2 separate regions of the Drosophila melanogaster genome follow, and region 1 is linked to region 2. The links are chromatin contacts, called in public Hi-C maps. All regions are on one chromosome and are shown on one strand. The core of a region is the stretch at or near the end of the contact, and the rest is flanking DNA. Distances in the headings are between cores, read along the strand shown. Region 1 overlaps Ac78C (Adenylyl cyclase 78C). Region 2 has its middle 11 kb from the start of lncRNA:CR45689.

What was found. Hi-C and Micro-C count contacts between places; a contact is called where the count stands out from the background.
Region 1: a Hi-C map of the Kc167 cell line shows a contact between it and region 2, with 1.7 times the contacts expected there. A contact is called at or near these places in 2 of 107 Hi-C or Micro-C datasets (the Kc167 cell line and embryo).

What each region holds. Positions count from the first base shown.
Region 1 is chr3L:21,165,107-21,171,107 of dm6, reverse strand. The region is part of intron 1 of Ac78C (Adenylyl cyclase 78C); the gene reads left to right. Among named protein-coding and RNA genes, the nearest start is that of Ac78C, 3.8 kb to the left of the region's middle.
Region 2 is chr3L:18,965,213-18,971,382 of dm6, reverse strand. No RefSeq gene overlaps it. Among named protein-coding and RNA genes, the nearest start is that of lncRNA:CR45689, 11 kb to the left of the region's middle.

The DNA.
Region 1 (6,001 bases), core at 2,433-4,932, 2.2 Mb before region 2:
TTGGCTTGAAATTCGAAGTGGAAGTTTTTAACAATGTTATTGGCGGTGGGAAATGGGCACTGCACTGCTACAATTATATTTAATTAAAATTTTAGTTCGTTCTAAAAATTTAGTCATAATATTTTATGAGTAACTTTTGGGAGTATTTTTCAATTTTCAACGCTCAAAATTTGCCCTTATCGCACATAATTATTAACTGAGTCATATAGTATTAAAAATAATAATTTTTTGTTCAAACGTTTCTACATTTGTAACTCATTTTAATTTGTTCAATAGGTCTGTAATATAACATAGGATTGAGTCCTTTCTTTCAGTGCACTGTTGTGGCTTGTTGTTGTGTGATATGCTGTAAGGATACGGATACGGATGCGACGGAAATGGATAACCATGTTGTTTGCAGTCGGCGGAAATCAATTCGCATTACTGCAGCCTCAGTGAGCTGCCCAAAAAACTTTGTGCGCAGCGGGCAAAACGCAAATAAATTGGTGGTTTTAAGGACCCACTCGAATCGGGGGATGATTAGACCCTTTGGCCACCTTAAGCCACATCGGGCCACCTATGGCCACCCTTTGCCACCACGCTGGTGTCTAGCCGCGTGGAGTGATTGACCCCGGGGTGACCCTAAAAATAGGAGTGGGCAGCATCCATTCCGACTATTTTTAATCGCCCGCTCGCTGACTGTCACTATCTTTAAGCTCTTAATTATTTTTGTTTTGTTTGGGGTCAGTGTTACGTGACACAAATTTTGTTTTCGGCACTAATAGTTGAATGACCAGTAGCGTAGTCTACTTCTCGGTCCACGAAAAAGGGCCACGCCCTCCCCTAATTGGTGGGTGTGTGTGTGTGAGCGACAGTATGTGCGCTTGTTTGTCATAATCAAATATCTTAACACGCAAGCTCAGACCCTTTCGCCTCTTTCGACCAGGCTTCTGCCCCTTTTCATCAGGACCCTAATGACATGGCCACTAATCGGGGCAAAAGTTGCCACTGCTGCAGTTCTTAATTAGCAATTTGACGCATTATGCCGCCGAGCTTGTTGGCATGTGCGGGCATTAAGTCCAAACCGTCTGCAGGATTAGGACCTGAGAGGTGAAATTAACTGGGCTCCCGGTTGATGAGAATGATGCATAATAAGCGGCTAGTTCCAAGTAGAAAAAACAGGTGGCTTAAAAAAGATACACCTGCCTGGAGGGCGAAAGGTCAGACAGAGGCTAATATGCAGCTTATCTAAGTACCAGTGTAAGCGGGGACTCTTTAGATAAGAGCTTAATAAAAACACAAGAGCTATATTAAATTTGATAAAAATAAAAAGACAATTTGGAACCAATCAAATAAGATTCTAATTGTATTTCGGTTCTGTAGGTAGTTAAGTCATGAGCTTACACATTGGATCCTTAAAATATAAAATATAATTACCATATTTTTTTTGCATGATGCTATTTGATTTTAAGAATATTTATTTATTTTGTAGGGAAGGTGCCAGCTTTCAGTTGCATTTTTTATAAAGTACACATCATTTAAATGATCATTATTTAATTTATTAATTTCTCATACCATTTCTCTGCGTATAGAGGCACGATCTTTGTCCTACACATTTACATAAACACCTAACTAGCATTCATTGAGCTACCAGCTAATGCAGTTGGCTTCATTGTCAATCCGCCAGTCCAATTGAAATACATCCATAATGAGGCATCTGCTAGACAGCCTTGACATTGAGATACAAGATACTTGATAGGCGATAGGCGATACAAGGTGCAATGAGAAAGTGACCAAAGCCATGGGTAGATACTCAAGCAAATACAAATACAGATACACAGGCCCACAAGCGAATTACAATCGTCCTGCGGTTATTTTTATTATTGAATCAATAAGGCGCATTGGGAAGGTCAAGTTCTGGTCCTTCTTTCTACTGAAGGTTTCCCTCGACGACCTGTTGAACGCTTGAGGGAAGGTCCGATCGAATGCCTTAAACATTGGACTGGAAAAACAGCACTTGGCAGCTTTTATGGCATCTCGACAAAGTATTTAATGAATTTATTTATGCTTCAGTCACACAATTTAATTCAATTCGCGCCGGGCCTCTACGAAGGCAATTCAATGGAAGAGGGCCTTGAAAATAACATTCATTCAACTTTCCGGCGATGGAGTGGCGATGGAAATTTAATATGCCCCACGACAAGTAAATAAAAGTAAAGTATCCGCCGGGGAGGAGCTTCATGGCGAATCCTTGTTGTACTTTACACCGCATCCTAGGCTAAAAAGTTCACCTCAGCAGAGGAGGAGGCCACGTGTCGCTAAGCAGCTCAAAGCGAGTTCAAAAAGATAACTTTCTGTAACTTTATGCCATATGAGAGATAAATGGCAGAATAATTGTCCCCTCAACCGCATTTAATTTAGTTTCATCTTGACTAGACTCTTTTCAAGTTTTTCGAAACAACGCAAAAGATGGGGATTTGGAACAGAAAGAGCTACTTGACACACCGCTCCTCAGACGACGGAACTCGGTTCACTGTTTTGTGCGTTGTCTTGCCAACGGAAACTTATGGCCCAGCAGTTTTGGCTGTGCTAATTGTCCTGGTTGCTGCCACTTTTTACTTGCCTCTTGGCAGCGGCACAGATATTATAGCCCGGATTTGGCCAGGCTCAAAACTTGTGGCTGCATCGGGCACAAAGCCAACAATTGCTTTTAATCCCGGCTGGAGGATGCTGCCAAAGTGAAAAGTATACACCAATTTGGTAGGGTAACCGGTCAAAATGTTGACTTTAGTTCCGATACAGGCAAAGAAACTGGGGCCAAACTTGTATGTGTAATCATTACTCTACCATATATGAGTCAAAACTGAAAAACAGCGTATGATATTACAGTTTTTATATTACCTTATTTTAAGATCACTTTAAATTGCCACAATAGAGCATTTGGAATTCCTCTTAGGACGATTCCATCTACGATTGTACCACCGTGTTCGTAGTTCCCTTTTGTTTATGTCTGTCAAATTGCTGCCAAGGCTGTGGTGCAATCGAAAACGAGGAGGAGGGAAGCCAAAGCAAAACACCCGGAAAGATTGCAACAACCGAGGGAAAACTTTCTCACAACAATTTGGCTGGCGGTTTTGGCAGACGCAATTTTTCTTGCCCCTGCCCAAAATGTGAGCGTTTAGTCGTTGGACAAATAAATCAGAAAAAAGTCTGCCCCAGAAGTCACTTAAGCTGCCTGGGAATAGATAAAATTCCAAAAACCCATGAACACAACATAAACAAATTGTAAAAATGAATGTATAGATTTTAGGAAATATTTGCTGGCTAGTCCATCACACGAGGTGTCAGAAATATTGATTTCAAAACAAATAATTTGCTAAACCAAGTTGATACCAAGATTTAGTGGCTTTAAATTGCATGCCCCGCTGGCTAATGCGAATTGTGGATATGGACTTGGCCTGATCTGGCGGATTTCAATGGCTTTGGCTGCCTTATAAGGCACCGAACACAAAATCCATTTAAGCGGAGTGTCATAATATAAAACCTCGGAATGACTCACTACTGCTCGCCAGCCAAGCAGAAAACTACAAAAAAAGTGATAAAATGAAATTCTCGCTGGCGAATTTTTCAAAGTACAACGATGCAGATACTCGTACTGATACATAATTAAACGCATACATTTTTAGTTGGTTGACTTTGCTTTCTTCTCGGATTTGTTTACCCCCTGTATCCCACTCTTTTTCAGTATAAATGGGCAACAACAAGAGCGAAATCTATTCATATGTGAAACATTAAAATGTACAATTTCCAAACACAGTAAACGAGTACAGACGTTGAGAAAAAGAAAAAAATCTGCAGTAAATCGTTCGGGGGCGTTTGCCAAGAATATCTTGTTGTCTATTTACTTGTGAAGCTGATAAAAATTCACTTTATTCACTTTGCTATTTATTTGCTTTGGCACAAAGTGGCGACATCGCAGTCTGCAATCGGGTTAAAGGGGGGTTAAAAAAGTGTGCTAAAAAAGGGGGGCTAGTTTGCTGAAGTGGCAAACAATAAAACGCAAACTAGCAGACAAATACGGAGCCCTAACTGCACTTTCCAGGGCTCTGGGACATGTGTGGAAAATCAGGGGAAATTATGCGGAGGGCTCCCTGTCAAAGTGTACTATTGTAATCTACATAGTTGCAGGATTCAAATGCAACACTCAGAGAGTTGAACTGGTGTTATAAATATGCTTGGAAACAAATAAATTCCAATTAAATATTTATATTTATTTAATTTATTTTACAACAATCATATTTTTTATGATTTTATTATTAATGTACCTTGCCCAAATTCATTATAATTATGCAAAAACACCCTTTGGAGAAACTTTTTTTCCGCTCAAAAAAAAAAAACCTAAAACCCTAACATAAGCTTAAGCCATTTCCTGGAAACAACTTTGTATACAACATGCTTTTGAACATGCCCTATGTTTTCCCTTACTTTCTGTCAGTTCAAATGTTTTAGAAGTTTGGTAACTTCGCTGTCCAACCTTGTTGCAATCCAAGTTCCTGGAGTCCTCCAACAAGTTATGGTTGCCATTCGATAATGGTTTACCCCCCTCGTAACAATTGTTTAAACTCATCACACGCATTCTCGAGTTTCTCGGTAAACAGTGTACGGACTAGAAGCAAAAATAGTTGTCGTTTATCGCATTTGAAAGATCTTCCCTTTTGCCACTTGTTTGCTCACTTGGCCGATAAATGTTTTTGCTGCGGCTATGATAAAACACGCCCCGAATGAGTCGGACCTATAAATGTGGGCCGAAAAATGGGGAAACGGCTGCCAAGGCAAACAGCCGTAAAGTCATAATAATTGAATAATTAAAAACACACAATGAGTTAATTTTTTGATTAAATCTCGCGCTACCGAGAGAGCGAAATTAATGGGAAGATAATAATTTTCATAGCCGAAAGAAAAGTAAACACGAGCACACACATGCAAGTAGTTTGTCATTGTCCAAACAGAGCGAAAATGCGGAAAACAGGAGGTGAGGTGGGGAAGGTGCGAGAAAGTACGAAAACATAATTGAAACTCACAACGGTTTTCATTAATTTTCCAGCTGGGGAAGGGGCTTTCACGAGGAGGGGCCGTAATGGCAATGTAGACATTAAGGCTAAACACAAACCATTTAATTCCCTGTTTTTTAATCACAATTTAAGACACGCTTCAACGTCACTCAAAGTCAGCTGCTGATGGTCCAGAGGATAACCCACTCTCTGCCAATGTGCCATCGTTTGTTCTCTGCTTAATTTATGCTACAATTTTCCCAGTTTGTCGTTGGCCCATTCTCTGCGCCTCGCATTTGCTTTTAGCCCGGCCAAAACGGAGAGCATATTTTATTTTCAAATATTTCACATTGCACAGCGGCATTTTCGAAACACAAAGGGGTTATCAGTTTATATGTGTGTTTCATGATGGAAAGGGGGATCCTACACAGAGAGGGATTATGATTCAGTTAATAAAAAATATAGAAATTATCTTGTGAATAGGTATACCCAAAAATATAAAAAAAAACTATTTTCAAAATATTTAAATCAACGTATTCTTATTTCTTCATCGTTGCACAGAGTTTTAAAATGCATTTGATAGAAATATTTTAATATTTATGCCATTACTAGTATACCTAATAAATTTTCCATGCCGGAAAAATATTTAAAAACCCATGTAGATTTCAGTTGTTTTCTGGTGCACGAACAGGAGACAAAGTGAGCTGGCCGGCTTAGTGCAACTCGTTTGATGTGGCCTGTGGGTATATGTTTCCTGTTTCGTTTTTACGGCTTTGTTGTGGAATTAAACTTTAATATTACCCACCCCAGCAGGTGTTACTCCTTTTGAACCGGTGTCTCGTAAAAAGAGTGGCTTTTCTTTTTTGTGTAAACAGTTTGGCCGGGTACGAATTTTATTTCCGCCATGTCTATTGTGTCGTTCGGCATTCGAGTTACAGTAAATACGAACGCTTATACAATCGTTTTACATG
Region 2 (6,170 bases), core at 1,358-3,857:
TATTGTAAAGATTTTTGAAATATTTATTATTTAATTAATTAACAACTTTAAACTTTGATGCTTGGATTTTCTAAACGTGCTCAGAATATAATGTTCAGACTTAAAAGGTGTCTTCAGCTGCATTGTATTCACTTCTTGCACATTTTCTTCGAGTTTATTGAGGTGGGCGAGGGCAGAGTTAGCTCCTCGCTCGTGCGAGCCACTGACCGCAGAGCAAATTGTGCAGCAGTTTATTCCATCAGAAATGCTCCCTCCGAGATGCAGCTCTTGTTGAACGGACGAGGCTGAACAGAGGATGCAGGATGCAGAATGGCGGACTCTGAATGCTGGCTAGTGGATGCGGGCTGTCCCGACTGTGGTTCCATTTGTAGGATGATGTGTTTGATTCCGCCACCGGTCCTCCGTATTCGCCATTCCAATTGCCTCGCATATGCACATATACATACGAGTATGGCAGACACCCCGCTTTCGGATGGGGCGGTGGTGCAGTTCAGTGGAGCTCAGCTCATTTCTGCAGCCATTGTGCATGACAAACAAATGGCATTGCAAACATTTTCCCATGTCGCCCAGCCAGCGGTTGTTCCACCACTAACTCCCTCTCATTTGCCCCTGCGTGTGTCGTCTTTGGCCCAGTTACATCCTGGTATTACTTACCATGGTAACAGATTAGATTTTGTGGTTAACAAAATGTTTAGCCACGAAGTCTTTCAAATGAAAATTCATTGTGATGCGCTCTTAAATAAGCTGGAATTGCAAAGGGCTTAAGGATGATGTATGTGCAGATGAGGGTCTCGATATGTGTGGACGATTGAAGAACTCTTGAATTTACTCTGGAAAAAGGTTTTAATTCCATGCCATCCAATGATTATTTTCAATGTGTGTTCACACAAGACTTTAAAATTGGTTGGGAATGTGCTAAAACTCAACTGTGACTCCTTGTCCTTGTAAGTGAACTATATTATATTTTTTTAAAGCCTATGTAAGTAATGAACCTTTAAAGATATTTGTTTTGTTGTCAGTATCCAACAAAGCTTTTAAAATAATAACACAATGCACGAATATCCGTCGGATTTATGAGAAAGTATCTTCATTGTTCCTCAAACTCTCACTTAAATTGTCGTTGAGACTTCGCTTTGTAACGGCCGAAGAAGTCCTTGGATGAAGCTCGCTCCCACTGTTTCACTCATTTCCTGTCCAGTTGAAGACTTTCCCCCTGATTTCTTGTGCTGCTGTGACGGTAAGCACTTCCACACACGCATACGTACGCACACGGATACATATATAATCCATTATAAAACTGTTTACATAAGGTTTCTTTAAATTGGTTTATTGTTGTGGCGTCGGTCTATCCCCCAGAAAAAAGGGAGCCGAAGGGGATGGCAGGACTACCAACTGCTAAGCCCTTTAAGCGGCAAACTACACGACCGCACAAGGACCCTGGGATACGTCCGATTCCAGGAGCACAGACCAAACTGTTGTCCACAGCATGTGTGGCCTCTAAGCGCCTGCCATTAATAATGCAATTGTCGGGATTGCTGATAAATTGCTGTGGTTTGACAATTTGCACAGCACAACCGAAAACGAAAAATGGCAGAAAAGAGTGTAAATAAACCAAGAAAAACCCTAGGCAATAACGAAATAAACATATAAATGCTTTGATAACGCCATTTGGATTGCGTAATAAAATCAAATTATAAAATTCCGTAATGCCAATACATTTTATTATTTGCCAAATAAATCGCGACTGCAATTTCGATAATTGGCGGTTCCGCGTGACGTATGCGCCAATGCTACGCAAACGTCAATTAAAATTGATCAGCGATATAGCTAAATTAATAGAAATGAATGTGAATGCATTATAAACACGAATGGAGGCGTGGCAAGGCCGTTCCCATCGCTTCCCGGCTGAACAATTAGCGAAAGTCAATGCGCCAAATTGAATATTCATAGTGGTGGAAATATTTGCATGCACAACGTTGCGTATAAGCAATAAAAATGTCACGCACAAGTTGAGTTATATTTCACCCATTCGTGCGACAGAGAGGGATGCACGGATTAAGAGACAGAGATAGGGAGTGGAAGAGTGAAAAACGTTAATTGAATTTTCCGTCGTTGGCTGATGATAATGATGAGCACGATGTTTCCCATCAACAAGCGGAATCAGAACAAATACCAATGATTAAGCAGAATTGTATGTGAAAGCACTTGGATGGCAGGAATTCAATTTCAGAAAGATTTGCTGACCATAGCACATATAAGTATAAATCTAAGCCTACCCCACTGGTTAAAGTAATTTTACAAAAACTATAGAAGTTAGTTTTGCTTATTATCCTGCTAATTATAATATTATTATATTTTAGCCATAATCCTTGCTATTCTTATCATTCCCCCAGCTACCCTGCAGCTGATTAGTACGAGTGGGCGCTCCCAGTCCAATCTTATTATGCTGCTCATTCCCCAAACCTCTCAGTTCCAATCAAGTTGCCGCCCAAAGCCAAAGACAAGCCCAAGGTAATGTCACTGATTACGATTACTGTGTCGGACTTATCGCGTTCGTAACGTTCCTGCTTCGTGTGAATTATGCGTCGCAGGGCGCCCAGAAGTATGCTAAGCATTTCAGAAATTGAAATTTATAAAACGGCTAGGAGCCGCCAGGGGGAGCCAGCCAAATGTCATGCTAAGCGCGATTTCCTCCAGTCAATGGCTTCAATTGGCTTTTACGAGACTGGAACAGGAATGCCCGTAAACTACTTGCGCGGAGAATGTATTCAGTGGAATGTTAGTAATCTCGGCTGTGTTTGCAGCATCATTTGCGAAATGTAATTGCCGCAATTACCGTAAATTTCTGTTCTGAATTGTTGTCGCATTAAAGTTAATTTCACTTGTCCCCAGCGTCGCCACTATTTCAGAATTAGAAGACGAGCAACTTTCGCTTTTTCGGTCGAATCAAAACACATTTGTCACCCCGCCAAACAACGACGGCCTGTTGCACATAGTTTCCAAGGAGCTTTCATTCTCTTAGGTCCTTCGGGACTCTCTTTGTTTTTCCCACTTAAGAGAGCCGTGTGTTTTGACCAGTTTTTGTTTTTGTCTGAATCCCGATTCCCACTTTGTCCATTATGCTAAGTGCGCCCGCTCACTTTGAAGCTGCCAATGCCTTTGCCGTGCCTTTGCTTTTTATGCTAAGCACCTGCACATTAGGCTGTTGATGGTTATTAGGCGAAAGTAGTTGGCCCCCACAACCTTGGCCAGGTGTTTTGGGCCCCGAGCTGGGAATAGGACCAACAAAGGAGGGGTGGCAAAAAGATTGCACTTTTTTCGCCGTAATGGAATTAGAACTAGGACTCTCGGATATAAGGCACCGGATGCAGGCTGTCTGCGATGCTAATTGGATCCGCTTGAATTGGATTAACGTGTCGGGCGGGTAGGTGGAGTAATCAAGTCGAATTCTAAGGCAACTCTTTGATAACAGGACCTAAACCCATACATATGTGTGCGAACGGAGGTTTGTGGGAAAATTAACCTGGTGAATGAATACCCGTTAGCTTTGTGAACTTTATCCACTTACTCGGCATATAAACTCTTGGGCAAGCCGCATCCTAACTCTTAAACTTCAATTATTTTCAAACTAAAATTTTCTAATTAAATTTACAGCATTTATGAATTCAATTATTTCCAGTGACAGTTTTTGGAAAGATGAAAAGACTGAAATGCGTAACATTAAATAAAATCTTTTCCAGAATCAAATACAGTGTGATTTTCTTTAAACTTAAATCGGCTTATCAAGCTAGCATTTTTAATTTTGTGTTGGTTGTGCACAAAATATTTGTCTTTCTCTTTCACAGATTCTTATCAATATCGAATAAATAGGCTTTTCTTCTTTCAGCATAACAAGCCGTGTGGTAAGCCCAAGGGAAAATTGGCCCACTGAAAGACAATTGTTATCAGTTGATGACTGGGAAAACCAGACAAGCCACAATTTGTTTTGCACTATTTGAGTTAAGCATCTCCCTTTCAAAGAACCAAACACAAAGTTGCGTCAGGTGTCTTTGTTCTGCGTAGCTACGTGTGAAATGAAAAGTTTACCAAAACCAAAATCACGAACGTAAATCAGTTAACTTGTAAACAACATACAGGGTAGCACTCACACACACACACACACCCTTGGGTCTTATCTCAGAAACTTTTGCACATGTCTCCTGTCACCTCATTTGCAAAATTGAAAGCCAAAACTTGGGCGAAAACTTGGCAAGGATGGCGAGAATGTAGGTCCTCGCTACATCTCCTGCTCGGCGAGGACCTAACATGTTGTCTTCCGTCTCCTATTTGATGTAAAATAAATTGACATTTAGTTGTCGATGTACCCGGAGCACTTTCCACCTCTTAAATCCAGATTTTGCCAGGGCAATTTCTGCCTGCAAGTGTCAAAACGTGTTAATAGATTCCCAACGTTGTCGGGCTTGTGGAAAAATGTAGTTGCATATTTAAATTCACATCGTAGCTCCTTGGGCTCACAATGGCAACTCACACCACCACCCAACCAGGACAACCCAACCACCTTGTGATGTTGACATATTTCGGGTTACCTTCGCAGCTGTTTCTTGATGTATCTTGCCACATGGACCTGGCCCCCGGTGGATTTGCTCCGGCTCAGCTTGATTTTCCCAGAACGCACTCCTTTCAGGACACTAACTGCTGCCGTTTCTCCTGATTGCATATCTGTGAAACAACATCGACAGCATACCTTGCTTTCATTTAGCAGAAAGCGCCTTGTGGGAAATGTTTGCTATCGTTAGAGACGCCTTTCAATATGCATTGCATTTGCATTTCTAATTTCTTTTCCAGCCAGGAGCATTGAGCTCCTAATCGAGCAGGAGTCGAGTTAGAAGTTGTGTGTGTAAGTATGTCCTTTGCTGACTCTAACCCTTGGGGCTGCGATTTTAGTAGGTCTGAAATTTCATTAGGTTCGTAGGAACTGAAGTTGGGTAAACATAAATTACAGAGTTTTGATGGCGTGATTACGGTAGGATGTTATTGGGGATTCATTAACCTAGCTAGGAATTTAGCTGTGGAATGCTCATAATAGTTTTTCATCAGTTCATTGACTTTAATATTCAGTTGCCATATTCAGTATATCCTACTTTTCCTTATTTTTTAAAACAATGATTTTTCATATATTTTCCAGCTTACTTCGCACTTTCCACGGAATGTTTTTCCCGACTTGTTCGAGTCGCCCCCAGCTGACATTCTGATCCCCTTTGCGCGAGGTGGCGAACGCAATATGAAAATCATTTGCCCTTCCTAACAAGTATGGCCAGCGAGAGAAAAACAAATACTTGCACTTGATTTTTATTCATGACTTAATTTAAATGGAAATTATTAGTGTCATTTGTAGCCAGCGAACCTCCGAAAAAGCGACAGTGAAATGAGAATTCTGAATATCTCATAAAATGGCATTTAGGCCAAGAGAGGAAATTGCCGGAGAAATGAACCATGGCAGCCATGTCGCATGTGACCTTGGCTAAGTTTTCCATGGGGCCCTGCTTTTCCATTTCCCCCTGGGTCCCAGCTGTCCTTTCTGGACGTGCTCTTATTTTTTTCCGGTTCGGTTTTTGTTGCTTTATTTGGAAGGACCCTCAACCATAATGTTTGCATAATTTACTTTCGTTTGCGTTTAAAGGTTTTCAAATTACTTTTTAATTTGGTTTTTCCGTCTTGAGTTACGCGCGCAAAACGGCGATGAATGCCAACAAAAACAAGTCAAATAAATATGCAAATTTCCCCCTTCCTCGTTTCGAGAGTTTTATTTATTGAAAAATGGTTAGCCGAGTGACGGGATTGGTGGTGGTTGGCTTAAAAATCATTGCCATATGGAGGCAACTTTTGCGCAAAATTCTTAAAATTTTTCAAAAGCTTATTCCCAGAAGCAATTATGGTTTGTTATGGATACTTAACTTAAAGTTCTTCCCTCTGGTTAACCAAAACGATGTTGATGCATTTTTAAAAAGTATTTTGTCAGTCACTTTGTTTTTAAAACAATTACTTCATGGAAGACCCAAGCGGGCATTATTCACAGGCTGGGCGAACACTTTCATTGATTGCCGCTTCTCTGCGAAACAAAAGACATATTTCCCGACAAAAGAATTGCAGTAAGGGGAACGAAGATCTGC